Linked DNA regions of Zea mays: regions 1, 2 and 3 are each linked to region 4. The links are chromatin contacts, called in public Hi-C maps. All regions are on one chromosome and are shown on one strand. Each heading gives the region's core, a stretch centred on a gene start, on an enhancer-like site or on the middle of the called end of the contact. The rest is flanking DNA. Distances are from core to core; before and after follow the strand shown.

What was found. A called contact is a pair of places that touch in the nucleus more often than the background predicts.
Region 1: a contact with region 4 is called in a Hi-C map of ear, with 2.9 times the contacts expected there. The contact joins the promoter of LOC100193945 here to the promoter of LOC100285316 in region 4. A contact is called at or near these places in 2 of 25 Hi-C or Micro-C datasets (ear and endosperm).
Region 2: a contact with region 4 is called in a Hi-C map of bundle sheath, with 3 times the contacts expected there. The contact joins the promoter of LOC103638106 here to the promoter of LOC100285316 in region 4. A contact is called at or near these places in 3 of 25 Hi-C or Micro-C datasets (bundle sheath, ear and tassel).
Region 3: a contact with region 4 is called in a Hi-C map of endosperm, with 3 times the contacts expected there. The contact joins the promoter of LOC100384006 here to the promoter of LOC100285316 in region 4. A contact is called at or near these places in 2 of 25 Hi-C or Micro-C datasets (ear and endosperm).

The regions. Positions count from the first base shown.
Region 1 is chr9:23,537,676-23,541,809 of Zm-B73-REFERENCE-NAM-5.0, forward strand. It overlaps LOC100193945 (peptide methionine sulfoxide reductase), which reads left to right and starts at 2,377. Exons shown (of 4, transcript NM_001139014.2): 1 at 2,377-3,150; 2 at 3,511-3,623; 3 at 4,101-4,134. The coding sequence starts at 2,872.
Region 2 is chr9:23,444,637-23,448,799 of Zm-B73-REFERENCE-NAM-5.0, forward strand. LOC103638106 reads right to left here and starts at 2,684. Exons shown (of 6, transcript NM_001367260.1): 1 at 2,322-2,684; 2 at 1,746-2,240. The coding sequence starts at 2,535.
Region 3 is chr9:22,315,658-22,320,250 of Zm-B73-REFERENCE-NAM-5.0, forward strand. LOC100384006 reads right to left here and starts at 1,445. Exons shown (of 11, transcript NM_001176617.2): 1 at 1,269-1,445; 2 at 937-1,142; 3 at 716-835; 4 at 456-620; 5 at 218-368. The coding sequence starts at 1,101. It overlaps LOC100384855 (Superoxide dismutase [Fe] 3 chloroplastic), which reads left to right and starts at 1,793. Exons shown (of 9, transcript NM_001366879.1): 1 at 1,793-1,887; 2 at 2,539-2,613; 3 at 2,718-2,906; 4 at 3,060-3,231; 5 at 3,341-3,414; 6 at 3,509-3,531; 7 at 3,605-3,628; 8 at 3,739-3,895. The coding sequence starts at 2,736. The coding sequence ends at 3,620.
Region 4 is chr9:22,835,477-22,839,671 of Zm-B73-REFERENCE-NAM-5.0, forward strand. LOC100285316 (acid phosphatase 1) reads right to left here and starts at 1,810. Exons shown (of 3, transcript NM_001158209.2): 1 at 1,114-1,810; 2 at 594-803; 3 at 149-453. The coding sequence starts at 1,625. The coding sequence ends at 276. It overlaps LOC100502447, which reads right to left. Exons shown (of 2, transcript NM_001357793.1): 2 at 2,950-3,373. The coding sequence ends at 3,110.

The sequences.
Region 1 (4,134 bases), core at 1,127-3,626, 700 kb after region 4:
GCCATAATTCAGACAACCAAACATTTGCTCAGCCAAAATCAACGCACGGACATTGGCCTGGAGCCTAATTACTTAATTAGTTCTACTTCTCATCATCACCCTGGCCCAACTTGGCCCATACCTCTTCGATCTCTCAGTCTCAAGTATGGTAGCTTCGGCAGCGCTCCGCCGGGTCCGCTCCTCGCCGCACCTACGGCACGCCGTCGCGTACGTATCTTACGGCAGCGCTGCTGCCACGTCCGCCGCCGTGGGGCTCGAGCGCGCACAGGATCCAAACCGCCTCATCGTTGACCTGGCTGCGGCGGGGCGCGTGTGGGACGCGCGCAAGCTGTTCGACGGAACGCCCGAGCGGGACGTGGTGTCCTGGACAGCGCTGGTGTCCGCGTACGCGCGGCGGGGGATGCTGCGCGACGCGCGGTCGCTGTTCGACCGCTCCGACGCGCGCCGGAACGTGGTGACCTGGACGGCGCTCCTCTCGGGCTACGCACGCGCCGGCCTCGTCGACGAGGCCGAGGTGCTGTTCCAGCGGATGCCCCAGAGGAACGTCGTCTCCTGGAACACGATGCTGGAGGCTTACGCTGTGGCGGGAAGGGCGGGTGATGCCTGCGCCCTGTTCGACCGCATGCCAGTCAGGGATGCCGGCTCCTGGAACATTCTGCTGGCCATGCTAGTGCGGTCGGGGAGCGTGGATAAGGCGCGCGAGCTGTTTGGAAGAATGCCGGAGAGGGATGTAATGGCTTGGACGACGATGGTTGACGGCGTTGCGCGGAGCGGTAATGTTGACGAGGCTCGATTGTTGTTTGATAGCATGCCAGAGAGGAATGTAGTTTCTTGGAATGCCATGATATCTGGGTATACAAGAAACCACAGGCTTGACGAGGCACTGGATTTGTTCACGAAGATGCCCCATAGGGATATTGCTTCTTGCAACATTATGATCACTGGTTTTATACAAAACAAAGATTTGAAGAGGGCACGGAAGCTCTTTGATGAAATGCCAGAAAGGAATGTTGTCACTTGGACGACCATGATGAATGGTTACTTGAAAGGCAAGCAGAGCGAGCTGTCATTGGGGTTATTTAGGGGTATGTTAATGTCAGGTATCAGACCAAACCAAGTGACATTTTTGGGTGCACTTGATGCATGCAGCGATCTGGCGACACTATGTGAAGGGAAGCAGGTGCATCAAATGATATGCAAAACAGCATTTCAGGTTGATACTTTTGTCGGCTCTGCCCTGATGAATGTCTATGCGAAGTGTGGTGAAGTTGGGTTGGCAAGAAAGTTGTTTGATCTTTCAAGGGAGAAGGACTTGATCTCTTGGAATGGAATTATTGCGGCATATGCACACCATGGTGTTGGCATAGAAGCAATCCACTTGTATGAAAAGATGCAAGGAAATGGATATAGGCCTAATGATGTCACCTATGTGGTGTTGCTCTCAGCATGTAGCCACTCTGGTTTGGTTGACGAAGGGCTTAAGATCTTCGAATCAATGGTAAATGATAGATCAATTGCAGTGCGTGACGAACATTATACTTGTTTGATTGATCTTTGTAGCCGAGCAGGACGACTTGATGATGCCAAAAGATTAATTCACTATCTTAAGATTAAGCCTGCATCAGGTTCTGTCTGGAGTGCCCTTCTAGGCGGGTGTAATGCACATGGAAATGAGAGCATTGGCAATTTGGCAGCTAGAAATCTCATACAAGCAGAACCTGATAACGCTGGAACCTATACTCTCCTATCCAATATCTATGCTTCAGCTGGTAAGTGGAAAGAAGCAGCAGAAATTAGGTCAGAGATGAATAATCGAGGACTAAAGAAACAACCTGGTTGTAGTTGGATAGAGGTGGCAAATAAGGTTCATGTGTTTGTAGCACGTGATAAGTCTCACAGTGAATCTGATTTAATCTATGGTTTGCTGCAAAATATCCATTACATGATGAGGATTGTTGGAACTGTCCCCAGTGACCTTGTGCATGTTGATGAGGAATTGATGATGTAGTGTATATTCAGTTACAAGCTGAAGTATTTCATTTCAACTGTATGGATTCAGTCAAACAAAGTAACATCCAGCATTCAATCTAAGGGCAACCCTACGAAAACATCAGGTAGCAATTCCACTTACATCACTTTGAGGATACAAGTACAGTGTATTCGCAAAAAAGGTACAGTGCTTTATGCTACTATGTTTCATCTATTTCCTGTTTGCACTTATATGGCTGGATTTTGATGCTAGAAATTTGAACTGTGGCGCAAGCCATTCCTCCTGCAATTGATTGGCAATATGTCAGAAGAGGATCTCTTGACATGAACACTAGCTGCAAAGCTGAATGCATATACTGCTGAACTCTGCGCTGCAAATATGCAAAAGAGAATTAGCTCCAGGATTGATGAGATCTCAAAGAAAGGATGGCTCATCTTGAGGGAAATTTAGATCTATTGTTACAATACAGAAACAAGAGAACTGCATGATTCTGCTGAAAAAAAGGAGTAGTTCGGTTGTTCACCATTGCCATGATGGCCTCAGTCATCCTTTCTTCACTTTGCTCACACATGGTACATCCTGGATACGATCATACGAAATCTAGCTTTTGGAAACATTTGGAGCTGTTTTAACTGCTCGACCGAAGAGACCTCTCTTTATCTTCGTTAGGCCCAAAGGTGCTTTAACAAGCCCATTAATGGGACCACCTTTTGGTCCATACGGCCCGACTGCCTACCGGCCCACCAGCACCAACCGTCCGACACTTCGTCCCTTCGAGTAGCCCCCACAGGGCCACACTGCCGAGCAGCAAACCAACCAGCCCACCCGCCGGTTGGTCACGCTCCTCCCCGATCCCGAATTCCCGATCTCCGGCCGACGCCATGGCAGCCCCCTCCGCGGCCGTCATAGGGGTGCTCGTCCTCCTCGTCGTGGGGGCCTCGGGCGCGCGCCTCCCAGGCCGCGGCAGCACCACCCGGGGAGCTGCGCTGCCGCGCGGGGGAGCGCCGGCCACGGCGGTGTTCGCGCTGGGAAGCTTCTGGCGGTCGGAGGCGGCGTTCGGGTGCCTCCACGGCGTGATCCGCACCTCCGTCGGCTACGCTGGCGGCTCCAAGTCCAACCCCGAGTACCGCAACCTCGCCGACCACGCCGAGTGCGTCAAGGTGCCGTTCAACTGTTCAAATAGCCTCATGAGTAGTGTAACCGTGTGTCCGTGTGCTTGAAGAAACCGGGACATGACATGCCTATGGTCTTGGTGTGTCGGATTGCTTTATCGTGTATTCATGTTTTATTTTTGTTTACTGATTTAGAGCACCTGTTTGGATACACCTGGCTAGTTACCAGTTTGGCTAAAATTTAGATCAAATTAGCTATGATGGTTGGCTAACAACTAGGTGAAGACTTGGCTAAAAAATCAGCTCACCTATTAGCGCTCATGTTTGGATGCAGCAGAGCTCATTTGAACTGTGTTTCCTCAGCAATGATGATTGGCATTGACGCACTGTCTCTCTTGAACCAATTAGGTTGAGTATGATCCCCGGTTGATTCACTACAGGCAACTTTTGGATGTGTTCTGGGCAAGTCATGACCCACGTGAGGTGTTTGGGCAAGGGCCAGATGTTGGCAACCAGTATAGGTGATTGATTTATCGTCTCTTTCATGCAAAAGTGGTCTTTTTTTTTCCTTGCATGACTTGTGGTGGCCCTTTTGTCTAGTAAGTTTGTGATAATTTTTACGTGTGTCCTGTGCCATTGTCAGACTAAAGCCACGGCATTTTTCTTCCAATCTTGTAATCATGAAACTGATAATAAATTTGATTGACAAGCATCATGTGCCCAGTTCATGTTAGGCGAATTTCATTTACTATGATTGCTTGATGCTTCTATCAGATTATTAACATCACCATTTTTACTTCAAATCTTGGTATCCGGAATTCCGGATTTATAATATATTGAGCTAACATGCATCTTTTATGTTATAATGTAGATGTATCATGCCCTTGTATCTTAAGCAAATGATTTTCATGAACCGTGAATGAACATTATGGCTATTACGTGATTGGATAGGTCCAAAAGACATGAACATAATTGTGGAGTCACTGATGTGGTTGCAGATCTGTCATCTTCACTAATGGAACCATCGAGGCC
Region 2 (4,163 bases), core at 1,434-3,933, 610 kb after region 4:
GTGAATGTGTGGACTGGAGTCACAAAAATCATTTTTAGTTCAAAGTATTATTGTGCAGGCTAGCGTTGGCTCCACAAATGGGGGATGTGCATTGTGCAATCAGCCCACAAAACATGGGTGATGACAAGTGCATATTCCATTCTACATGTTGCATTTCCGTACGGTTTCAGCAAAAGATCTTTTCAGAAATGTGAAGAACCAAGTTCATTATGGCTAGTTTGAGAACTCAAATTCCATTGGGATCCCAGACTTTTCCCGTGGCCAAGTCATCCATGGGGTTGTCAATTGAATAAGCCACTTAGTTCATGCTGGACAATACATCCCTTCCCTCACTTCCAAAGTTGATGACAGCCCACAGCCCCACAATACTATTAATATACTGGAAACACAATAGAAAATTGATCCAGAATCAAAATAAAAACAGTAAGATGTGCATGTTTGCAAATGCTGATGTGAAAAACTGCAGTTGACGTACAAGAACATAAAATAAGTGCCAGAGGCTCCCACATGAGTGGGGCCTGACAGCTCTCACAATTGCATTTGCACTAGACCAGCCCTTCACAAGAACATAAAATAAATAAACCAGAAAAATGTGTGGGCAACACTAAATGATGCCGAGTTAGTAATGCAGGCAAGGTAAGACTTATGATTTATATAAACATGTAAATATTGGTGTACCAGACTCGTGTGAATGGTTTTCTGAGGTGTACTGTAAGCGTCCAGATCTATCCTCAAAGGCCAACACCAAGACACTACCAGGTCCTACTACGCCGTTTTGACCATGGCTATTAAAGTGTTAAGGCAAGGCATGGTGACCCACCACCCTCTTATCACCTAGGCACTTAGGCAGTGAAGTGGGCAAGACATGCCGCCATAATTACAGATAAAGCAGAGAAGGAAAAAAAGCCATTCACTCAATGGGCTATAGCCACAAGAACAAATTAACCCCCACTAGCAAAATAAAGCCCAACCCAAAGCCACCACTCCCCTCTGGCTTCCACTTCAGGTATACCGTACACCTCTCAAGTCTGCCACCCTTCTGTGCTGCCTCTCCAGTCCCCCAACACTAACACCCAGCAAGAGCAGCAACGAGCCTGTAACCCCCAAGTGCATCCACGGGCTATAAATCGGCCCCTCCCCAGTAGTCAAATGGATCCCTGCTGCCGTCCCCTTCAGATCACCACCGCCATAGTTGAGCAGGGGCAGATCTGCACTGGACATCGTCCTGGAGCCAGGGGGGGCAGAGCTGTGCCAGACATTGCGCCATAGCCTACGAGGATGAAGGAAGCAGGAGACAGGGTGGTGCCTCCCACTGGTTGCCGTCCTGATTTTCCTTCCTTCCTCATGGCCCCTCCTTATCTCATCCCCTCGTTTGGTTGGGCGTCAGCAATGCCATGGCCCCAACGAGTGCTTTGTCGCCTAGGCGACACCTTAAATCCATGCTGTCGGCTAGAAGTCACAAGACCCTACAACGCCTAAATAAACATGCATGTGTGTAGTAAAACTAAGGGGCATGTGGGAGCCGACAGCACTAGGTCTGTCCTCTTTTTTAATCATACTAGAGGGAATAGTTCTGGTACTACAAAGTTGACCTCCTATGGTAACATATAACGGTAGCACTTTGAGTTTATCCAAACATTCATCCAATACATATTCATTGTGAAAATACAGTGAATTCAACCCCAACTTCTAGACAGAGCACACCATGAGTCAAGACCATTAAAAATCAGGAGAGCGAGACTCACCTCCGAGCTCCCCACGCTGCCCTCTTGCCTGGAGGTCATACACACATTGGACAATTCGCCGCTGCTCAGCTGCGCTGAACACGCCGGCATGAAGCTCAAGGCCAGCGAGGATGTTGACGAGCTGGCCACGAACTCTCTCGTAGCACCTGAACTCCTTGTTGCGCACCAAGCTACTGAGCCTCCTCTGTTCCCGCTGCTCCCTCGTGAGCGGCACCTTGGGCCTCCCCGCCTCGGCCCCGTCCTCCCCCTCGTCGGCCGCTGCGGCCGCCGCGTCATCCTCCGCCGCCGCGGCGAGCTCGTCCTCCTGCGCCATGTCCGCCCACGACATCCTCGGTTTCTCCACCGGCGCCGGCGCCGGCGCCGGCGGCGGGGGTGGGGGCGGATCCGAATCCCAACCACTCGGCTCGAAAGGAAGGTTCTGCGGGTCCGCTGGATCCGAGTCCCACCCTGACGGCTCAATCTGATCGACCGGCGGCGATTCCTCAGCTGCGCGGCCTAGTTGGATGGACGTCAGGCACAAGAACTAAACGAGAAACCCTAGTAGCATGAGGGTACGGTCGCATAAACGCCGGTTACCTCGCGTGATCAGGGAGTCGACGCGGCCGCGGAGCGAGGAGGCGCAGGAGGGACAGAGGCCGGCAGAGAGGAAGGGGAGCCAGGTGGTGAGGAACTCCCCCGCGATGGCGAGCTCCTCGGCCGTGTACCCCTGCACGAGAGCCATCGCGTCGGCGGCGTTGGCGCCGTCGCCGCCGCCGCCACCGGAGGAAGAGGAGGACGGCGCCATGGCCATCGTCCCGCCGCCGGAGCGTGAGACCCCCTGCTCTGTAGTCTCTGATGAGTAGACCCGCCGCCGCCGCCGCCGCCGCGGTGACCCCGATTTCGATTCGAACCTGACTCCGTCGCCTTTCTGGGAAGGTTTTGGGGGCTCTTTCGTTAGATAACCTAGCGTTTTGCTGTACAGAATAATAATAATACCAATAATAAAGCCGCGCTGGGCTCTGGCTCGTGGAGGCCAGAAATCTTAATCCTAACCGTCGCTCGCTGGGACGGCCAGAACGGTGACGAAAAGAAGAAACGGACGGTCGGGGGCGTGGCGGGCTGACGCTTAGTAGTCTGCTTGCTTCGTGGGCTGGACCTATTCTGTGCTTCAAGGCCTAGGTAGAGAAGCGATTCTTTCTCCTTGATTGAAAAAAAAAACGAATATCGTATGATGAAAACTTGAAAAGCGTTTCTAAAAAAAGAAAGATGAAAAATTTGGTTTCGGCGGGTGGTTAGTGTTTGCAGATAGGATAGAGAACGCACCAAAATATCAGGTACTATCTCCGTCCCTCGTTTTTCAAAGAGTCGAACAGCTAAAATTTTAATCAAAATTATACAAATATATTAATATTTAAAAAGTTAAGTTAGTTTGAAAAGTAAAAATTTCACGATCGGAGTTACTAGAGTACGTGTTGGAGGTGACTGATATGACCATCGATCATGCTGATCACGGCAATCAGATCTTATGTACAAGCGTGTAATCAATGTTCCTCGTCAGTTAAATTATGATGCAACCATGTATTATAGTTAACACTTAAACTCTTCCACCATCGGCTCATGTAGATTTATAGAAAACCCTCTAATAAACCATGATTATGTCTACATTTAGATCATGATCTAACAGACCAAAAGACTCGCTTGCACGCTTGCACATTGGACATGATTGCATATTAGTTGTTGCTGCTGATCGCACCCGCAATCAAATGCACCAAATCCAAGAAAAAAACAACACATTGCCTCCACCAAGTGCGCTAAACATCATTATTGATTTATTGTAGACAATCGAGGATGAAAGACACTCAAAAGACGAAAAGTGTAACGGATAAAACATGAGTATATGATAGTTGTGTCGAACCTGGGTGCAACCGAGCATTACACGAGTCCACTTTATAGAGGTTTAGACTATATTATGTGTAGTACCCTACGTCCTCTTATATGATATATTGTGAATATGAACATAAAAGAAGGAGAAGATTACAATATAAGCATTAACTTAGCGTCATGCCCTTCTAGCTCTCTCCCCCCGTTTTGGTTTTAGTGTAAGTTATAGACAAATATTCCCTACTTCACCCTTATGTCAGCCCTTTACATATTGGACATCCTAAAGTTAATTACTAAGAAATCAAATGAGTAAAATCCCTCAATAGAGATGGCAATGGGTCCCGATTCTCCGCGGGAAATTCTTCCATCAGTTGATGGGGATGGGAAAGTTTCTTCCCATGAGGAGATGTAAACGGAAAATTTTCTTTTCCCGACGGGTAACGAGTACGGGGAAGCATTCATCATTCCCCACAAGACCTGTTAAACTTGCATGTAACGATGTTTTCGTGTAATAGTTAATGATAAAAATAAATAATTATCTTTGCAAGGAGACCATTC
Region 3 (4,593 bases), core at 195-2,694, 520 kb before region 4:
ATTTAGATTAGGATCTATCCTTAAAAATAAAATCTCTTAGCGCCGCATAAATAATTGGATTTGGAAACTAAATCCAACTTTATTGAAGTAATAAAAAATCATATAGGTGAAAAATATCACTAAGAAATAACTCCGAGCATCATTTCAATTCCATTCCAGTTGCAGAGAACAGTTCAATTTGCCATGCAAGACAGTAATGAACAAATAAGGGCAGTACCAAGGCCAGCGGATAGACTATTGCATCCATGTCCAGCACCAAAGGGATCATACTCGCTCTCAAAACGCGACGTGAACCCAGAAAGGCCATTTTTCTGTGTAATAGTATGGAAGAGAGAGCGCCTTCCTGTGAGAATCTTGTGCGCATATGCCTGTTGCAAGAAAACTATTGAGCGGAAAAGGGTTGCAGATAACAGATCTGAGAAAAACAAAACAACAGTAACAGAGAGATGTCTTACATGTTGACCAGCATCCCATAGTATCTTATCCATTGGGGCATTGAACACATAATGTATAGCAATTGTCAGCTCCACAACTGAGCGATCAGCACCACACGGTTGGCATTTTCTGGACATTATGAAAGCTATTTCTGAACGAACTTCATCGGCTAACTGCTTGAGCTCCTGTTTTTGTTTAGGTATACAAGCGTCAAAATTTTCTCAAATCATATGCATTATCGCTACGAGAATGGAAGTCCATAGAGTATGACTCTGACGACCTTACTAGATAGATTTTTCAAATGAATGGGTGCATCAATTGTGTCAAGTATTGGAGTAGGATCCTTCTCCCAGAAGAAATCATCAACATCAGGTAGTGCGGCCACTCTCTGAATCAAGCCCTGCACAAGAGTTGTGGTATCAGATCACAGGCCTTGGAATTTGCTCCAGGCGTTAATGTATATCTAACGATATATGCGAAACAACTTCGGGAAGAGCATACCCTTGATGGTGAGGCTGGTGCTATTGTTAGCAGCGGTCTCGAATACATTGGATTGCATCTCAAATACCGAAGAGTATGAAAAGGGTAGCTAGTGGGGTGAAGAACGGCAAACTCGTCATAAACCAGATTACGGGCAAGCGGAGGACTCAGAAACGCCGTGTCCATGCTGGAGCCTGGCGCCAGCTGCTGCAGTGATGCCCCGAATCCTGAAATTTGACGATCCACTTATAAGAAGAAGAAAACCCGAACCGGAGTAAGCCAGCTGAATCTTCTTCCCCTCCAAATTAACAACTCCAATTAGCTTAAGCGCGAACGGAAATGACCGCAGCTACCTCAAACCGGCAGAAGACGCCGCCGCAGTGATCTCCTCCTCCCCTCGCGCGGGACCGGCGGCCGGTTGCGGCGGCTACTGGCAGGGCGTCGCGCTGTACTGACGACCCTACTCCGATTTGGGTGGATGCGGAGCGCTGCGCTGTATTGGCGACATGACAGAGAGGCTGATCCGAACGCGAGATTTTGATCTTTTCTGTGTCCTAATATAGCATAGAGTTTGCTTTCGTTAGTGCGTCCAACTGTAGTCAAATTGCGGCGACTTTTCCCTGAGTGGGGGCTAATCTGCGAAACTGCGGCTATTATTACTCCCGAGTCACGACCCGAATTAGGATTTCTTTTGGAAAATATATAGGCCGTGATTGCCATCAGCGATCGAAGCTAGGTGTCTTTCTGAAAAAACACAGGATCTATATTAGAAGTCTCGACCCAACAGGGGTCTTTTTTGGAAATGCTTTGGGCTGATCTGCAAACTTGCGGTGAAATTCCGGCTTCGGCGGTTTGGCCAGCCTCCTTCCGCGGGGTGGATTTGGATAGCGCGGCGCAGAGAAAAATGGCGGCTTCGGCTCTCCACCTCCACCGCCGGCGGGTGTGAAGCTTCAGCAGAGGCAGCTGCGCTCGGTGAGCCCCGTGGGACCCTCTACTGAACCCTTCTTCTACTCCCTTCTCGCTGCATTCATGTTTGTTTCGATTGTGCGAGAGGCGGAGCCACGCGCCCACGCCTTCTGCGGGTGATGCCCCGTGTGCCTCACCCAGGACCCAGTACGTTGCCCGCCATGGCGCTGCGCTGCGACTGGCAGAGTGGCAAGCCGCAAGCATGGAGCGGTCCGGGTCTCTTCCGTTCACTGCTGTGTTCCGGACTGCCTAGCCATTATAATGCTCTACAGCTCTAGCATAAGAGGATTCGCGTGTGTCTATGTGTGTTTCACATGCATATAAATTCAATCTCTCACTTATGTCACATGGAAATCGACGGCATTTTGATTGCGCAGTTGGGTGACCTTACCTTCTTAAGGGACTAAATTGCACAGATGACCTTACCTTTTTAAGAGGCTAAACTGTACTACTTTTCATTATTCAATGATCATACTTGGGCATTCAATTGAAGTCAACTGATTTCCTGTTTAGTAAGGCCCAGTTTGTTTGAGCTTCTGCTGTCATCCTCACATATTTTAATTTTTAAAGCATGTTGGAATCAATGAAATTGCTGTGCAGACATGTGTTTTGAGGTTGTGTGCTGTTTGCGCCTGATGTTTATTGCACAAAATACAGCGGCAGGGTGGCCTATCTCGAAGACTTTTGAAAGTTGTGTCCTATTACAGTCTCACAACTCCACCATATAAACTGGTTGTAAGCTTGTTGACGTCAATCTCAAAAGATTCACGTGCTGTCATTAAAGGAATATCCAAATTTTAACTTTGTTTACCTTTGTTTTCTGGTACAATGCTCAGGATGCTCTGGAACCTTACATGAGCAAGAGGACAGTTGAACTTCACTGGGGTAAGCACCATCAAGATTACGTGGATGGCTTGAATAAGCAGCTGGCTACCAGCCCTCTGTATGGATATACGCTGGAGGATCTGATAAAAGAAGCCTACAACAATGGCAATCCATTACCAGAATATAACAATGCAGCACAGGTAACTTGTTTACATACTCCGTCCATTCTATTTTGCTTGCACTGATCATCTTCTGTCTGTCATATGTTTTCTTTCAAAAAAAACTGCAATTTGTGCTTTCGGCAATAGTAGGATGGTTTTTGGAGTTCCAAGCTTGTGTTTTCTGTCATGCAGGTCTGGAACCATCACTTCTTCTGGGAATCGATGCAACCAGAAGGTGGTGGCTTACCTGAGGGAGGTGTGCTGCAGCAGATTGAAAAGGATTTTGGCTCGTTTACTAATTTTAGGGAAGAGTTTATCCGCTCAGCCTTACAACTATTGGGGTCTGGTTGGGTTTGGCTTGTCTGTAAGTTTCTTTCTATTTTCTCTGAAGTACAGGCTACCGATTTCCTGAATTGCTCTTTCTAAAGCTAATTTCTAAGTTTAGTTTATATTCTGCTGAATATTTGTTGCAGTGAAGAGAAATGAGACAAAGCTTTCAGTGGTTCATACACAAAATGCTATCTTCCCACTTGCTTTTGGTGATATCGTATGTTTACTAGTCTCCTTTTTTCCCTTCATGTGTTTTCTACAATGTTTAGAGTACAAACTTTGCAATGACATCCCATATTTTCTAATTGCAGCCAATCATCAACCTAGACTTATGGTAGGTAAGGACATGGATTCTGAGTTGTAGATTCTTTTTTTGTGCCAAATGTTAACACTTCTTTTCTCTCCAGCATGCTTACTACTTAGACTACAAGGTGTGCTCCAGTTCTCTCTCTTTTGTGCTTAACACCTACTTTTGAATTTTGACAACTTGGTTATAACTTAGCAGGAAACATATGTGGTTCTTTGTTTCTCAACTTTTCAGGATGATAGGCTAACATATGTTACAAACTTTATGGGCCATCTCATCTCTTGGCATACTATCACTCTACGCATGATGCGTGCAGAGTCTTTTGTGAACCTTGGTGAGCCTAATATTCCGGTGGCATGAGCTACAGATACACCCTAGTTATCATCATGAGGTAATGATTCAGACTCAGTATTTTTATGCAGTGCACCTGACATGTATATATCTTGATCACATACTCCAGCTCAGGAAACCGGGGCACTGTTTAGTTTTTTTGTGCTTTTTTCCCCAGCTACTGAGTAACCTCCAATAGTAGCATTAATGGAAATTGAATTCAGAACATGCATAGGTTTGTAGTGCTATCTCATGGCACAAAAAACTTTTTCTTGGAAAACTAGTACATGAGGAAACATAATACTAGTATTGAGACTCATGCTCATGCACCATGAGATATCAGGTATCAGGTTACATGGAGGTTTTATGCAAAGGTTTTCTTTTCTTCTGTTTTACTTAAGTCCAGGTCAGAGTCGTGCCATGCCACTGAACTGATATGACAATTAGAGGCTGTCGCTATCACATTATTAGCAAAAGGTCGATCTTTATTGGCTAGGAATGCTGCTATAAAGCACCCAGTCCCTCACAAACTAGATAAAACAAAAAAAAACATCCTAGCTTTAGCTAGTTTATGCGATGTTCTTGCATCCACTATGTAACGATATCAGAGTTATGCGGAAGGCATTGCCTCTCCCAGGATGTTGCCGATTGTTTATATATCAGGCCAAACTTGGCACACAAGTTACAGGCTACAGATACGAACACGATTACAACAGCTAGGAGAATCTAAACTATCTATAGTTAGCCTGGTTATAGATA
Region 4 (4,195 bases), core at 560-3,059:
TAGTTCTAAGAATATACGCGCTACGAGTCTACAACCCTGCACTTGTCGACTCAAGGCATATCCCTGGTGGCCTGGTCAATTATTCGCATGTTGTCGTTACCGTCGAACATTACAGGCAATGTGTACTACACGAAGTTGGAGAAAAGCATTTTGTACAGTTTAATTCCATTGCAAAATTATTTTTCATTTTCCATCATCAGCCGAGGGCCTGGTAGAATGTGCATCCAGTAAACGCAGAGCACCTTTCACCCGCCCTGTTCTCCAGTTTCTTTCTGTCACGGGATATAGTACATTGGGTTAGGGAGCTTGAAAGAGCGAGCGCTCATGGAAGATCCCAGCAGGTCGCTCCATTGGTCGCCGGAGTTGCCTAGGATCCTGTAACCCTCCTGTTCCATTTCGTCCCTCTTCTCTGATTTGTAGACTGTCGCTGTTTTCTCGCGGTCACCTGCTGCCCTGTGGTACCGGGAAAGAGTGAGAGAGGCACGCACATCTCAGGGTTCCACAAGATCCTCATTTTTTTTATCAAACCAATTAATTATCCTGAAGAAGTACAAGGCAATGCAGCACACAAGATCGAGGTGTATACGGTATACCTGAGTATGAGCTTCTCCCAGTCATGGAACCCCTGCTTGTTGAGGTTCTCCACCGTGACTCCTCGGTGCGCCTCGCTTCTGCCCGTGAGCAGGAAGGTCTTGAATCCCAGCCCGCGGACCTCGTTGTAGAGCTTCAAGCTGGAAGGGATGGCGGCCGCCTCGCCCCTTTCCACCCACTCGTCGAACTTGTGGTGGTCGAACAACTCGGCCCTGCGGGATTATTTAAATTTGAAATCAAGTGAGACCACCTTCAAATTCCCATGGAGGAGCGGGGTTTTTTTTTTGTGTGTGGTTGCCGAGACATTGGTAATTTTGCTGATTTATGGGTTTCCCCGGAATATCATTGGACCTACAAATTATAAACACAGCTGGTGCCACTAATTATAGACACGAGAAGATATAATAACAGACAACTAAAACTGAGAGTGACAAAATCGCAAATTTGGAGAGCAGCGTGGTTGTGTGGACGTGGGGACGCGAGAGCGACGGACACGGACGGGCGGAGGGGCAGCTCACTCACCCGTAGCCGTGCTCGGCGTAGTATGGGAGATTGGAGAGCAGCGTCTCGTCGACGTCGAACACCCAGGCGTCGCGTCCGTCGGCGGCGCCGGCCGGCGCGGCGGCGCGCGCGTAGGCGGCCGACTCCCGCGCCACGAGGTCGAGGTCGGAGCGGTAGGCGGAGCCGGTGACGTAGTCCCGCACGTGCGGCGCGCATTCGGGCGGCACCGCCGCCCACGGCGCGAGGTTGTTGGCCTCGGCCGCGAGCCGCCAGCTGGCGCAGCGCACGTCGACCGTTACCACGGCGTCGGCGTCGGCGTCGGCGTCGAGCTCGGCCCCGGCCCGCGCCGACGGGAGCTCGATGACGAGCGGGCGCGGCAGGAGGTGCTGCTGCGCGTCCGGCGCTGCCTCGGACGTGCCCCGCGCGAGGTCCGCCTCTGACTCGGCGAGTGAAGGTCCGGCGGCGAGGGGCGTGGCGAGCAGGAGGAAGAGGATGAGCGTGGCGAGCAGGCGGGCGAGGCCGCCGCGCGCCATGTCCCGGCTTGCTGTCGCCGCCGTGGCGGGGCCGGGGCGTCGTGGGGGGCGCCCCCGGTGTCGGGGAGCAGGCAGGCGCGGGGGTGGGTGGGAAGGCGTGCGGCGGTGGGCGACGCGGCCGGTAAATAGGCAGGCGGGGTTGGTGACAGCGGAGCGGGGAGAGAGCGCGAGGGAGGGGAATGCGTGTGGGCTTGTGGCTCCCGGCGACTTCGGGAAGGGAGCGGGAGGAGCAGAGCAGAGGACGGTTTGGGGAAAGCAAAGCAAAGAGCCAAAGAGAGAGGAAGAGGCCTGCCTCGTGCGGGTCGCAGAAGAAGAGAAGAGGAGGAGAGACACGGGCCGGATTCGAATCTGAGGGAGGAGGATTCTTCGGGCCGGGGCAACCTGGGTTGTGACGTGCCAGCTACGGATTGGTTGTGCGCGCTGGTCGGGCGGAGTACACCAGTCTTGGCGCCGTCCGTGCTATGTTTTGGTCGGCGCAGACGACGGCGTCCGCGGGACCGCGTCAGAAAACATGTGCAGGAATTTTAGCTCAACAATAGATATAGAGATAGCACATCTATCTATCCTGAATCCAAGGCTTACATTTTCGTTTTGTACTTTCCAAAAACCATTTTGTTGACTAAAATTTGAATTTTATATTTTCAAATTTGAAATCAGAGTACACTAAAAACCGGACCGGTTTTCGTATCCCGCTCTACACCGAGAACGGTAATTTTTACGGGATTTTGCAGGATATGGGACGAGAAGGCAAAACACTCATGAATCCCAAATCGGCAGACACAAAACTGATACGTCTGATGATGATTCCATGTACGCTTAGCGGCATATGGTTAGCTACCTACAATTAGTTGGTTGTTAATTTTGGTGAAGATCAAATAAAAAAAGTAAGAGATGTTTGGTTTCTAGAGACTAATTTTTAGTCCATAAATTTTATTTTATTTTAGTTTCTAAATTACTAAATACGGTAGCGCTAGTCATTGCTAGGAACGTACGGGGAGTACTTACTTTGGTCGGCAGACGGCAAGACGATCGCGTCCCTAGCTGCTCTGGTGGGCTGGTGCGACCGACGCCGGTGGTCGGTGGGCAAGCATCACACCGTTACCGTGGACTGTGACATTCCTCTGTCCATTGGCTAGTTTCTCCGTTCAAAACTCTCTGCGGCTGAACCTCCCCCATTGTCCAAGATGCTGGGCAGCCTCACTTGCAAATTTCGTGAAAATATGCAAAGGAAGAAACCTGCTCCCTGCTGAGAGGGCAAAAGGGATCCACAGGCATAAGAAGTTTGGATCAATAGATCAGAGAAAGAATCTGAAAGTGATATTCCACAAAAACTGGATTTTTTATATTTGGTTTCTCGAGTTCTGAACATAACAATCTGTTCATTATATACAAAACACATGCTAACTCTACAAGTTTCCAAACATAACCATCACATAAGACGAGGCGCTGCATCCAAGGCACCAAAACAGTAGGCCTATTACTACCTAATCTTCTTCGAAATACTTCTCCTCTGCGTCATAGTTGACTTCTCTGGACCAGTGGTCATCCAGCATCTCATCGTTATCGATCCGTGAGTAGTCCATATGTTCGGTGTCTTCACCGGACAGGAACTTCTGTTGCATCACATACGTGAACTGCTCCAGCTGGTCCTGCATCTCTTCAGAAGACAACGTTTGGTTCAAAGCCCTTGCAGCAGAGCCTCCCCCATTACCGGGCTCCACTTGTGCAGATGCATCATTTTCGACCACCTGCCAATATGCAAAGCAAAAAAACTCATCTCCTGCAAGGCTGGCAAGGGCAGTACAAAAAAACCATTGTGATGAAATTCGACCGAAAATTCTGAGGCACTCCCGACTTCCCTGTAGCTGAAATAAGAAATGGCGCAAGCGATACGTCGTGGAGATCCCCGATGATAAAATGGAACACGCGTCAAATACGTGGTTTTAATTGTGAACTACATCGAGCAAGTCTCTACACCACCAGAACAATTCAAATACGTGGTTTTAATTGTGAACTACGTCGTGCCGAGGACGGACAGGCGGCAGCGGTGGCAAATCAGCAATGACGCTTGGGGTGCGGGCAGGTACGGGGCAGAAGTGCCTGCAAGAGGCCGCCCTCATCCTCATCTATCCGCCAAGCATGTGTTGCCGTAGTCTACCTACACACCATCCTCGAGTACCTCACTACCTCGCCACAGTCCATGCTGAAAGTTTCATATATGAGTCGTGGTGTACAGCCATTGATTTCCAATTACATGCTCGCACATGGGAGCCTTATCATTTACCTTTATGAGGTAGGCACATCGTTTTCTGTTTTATACATATTTGATCCTTAGCTTATTTTATATCTTAATTATGCATTTTTTTTAATAGAGACACTGCATTGTAGGATTAGCTGTAAGTTTGTTCAAACATTTCCACATAGATATACTGTTGGTTTGTTCTCATACATTCATGCTTTGCTTCTTATTTGCAGTTCTGCATACATAATAAAAGTAGAAGGATACCGTATGCCAATTTTTTCAATCTCCCCGCGCGCACACACATAAACATATATCAGACTGATAATTT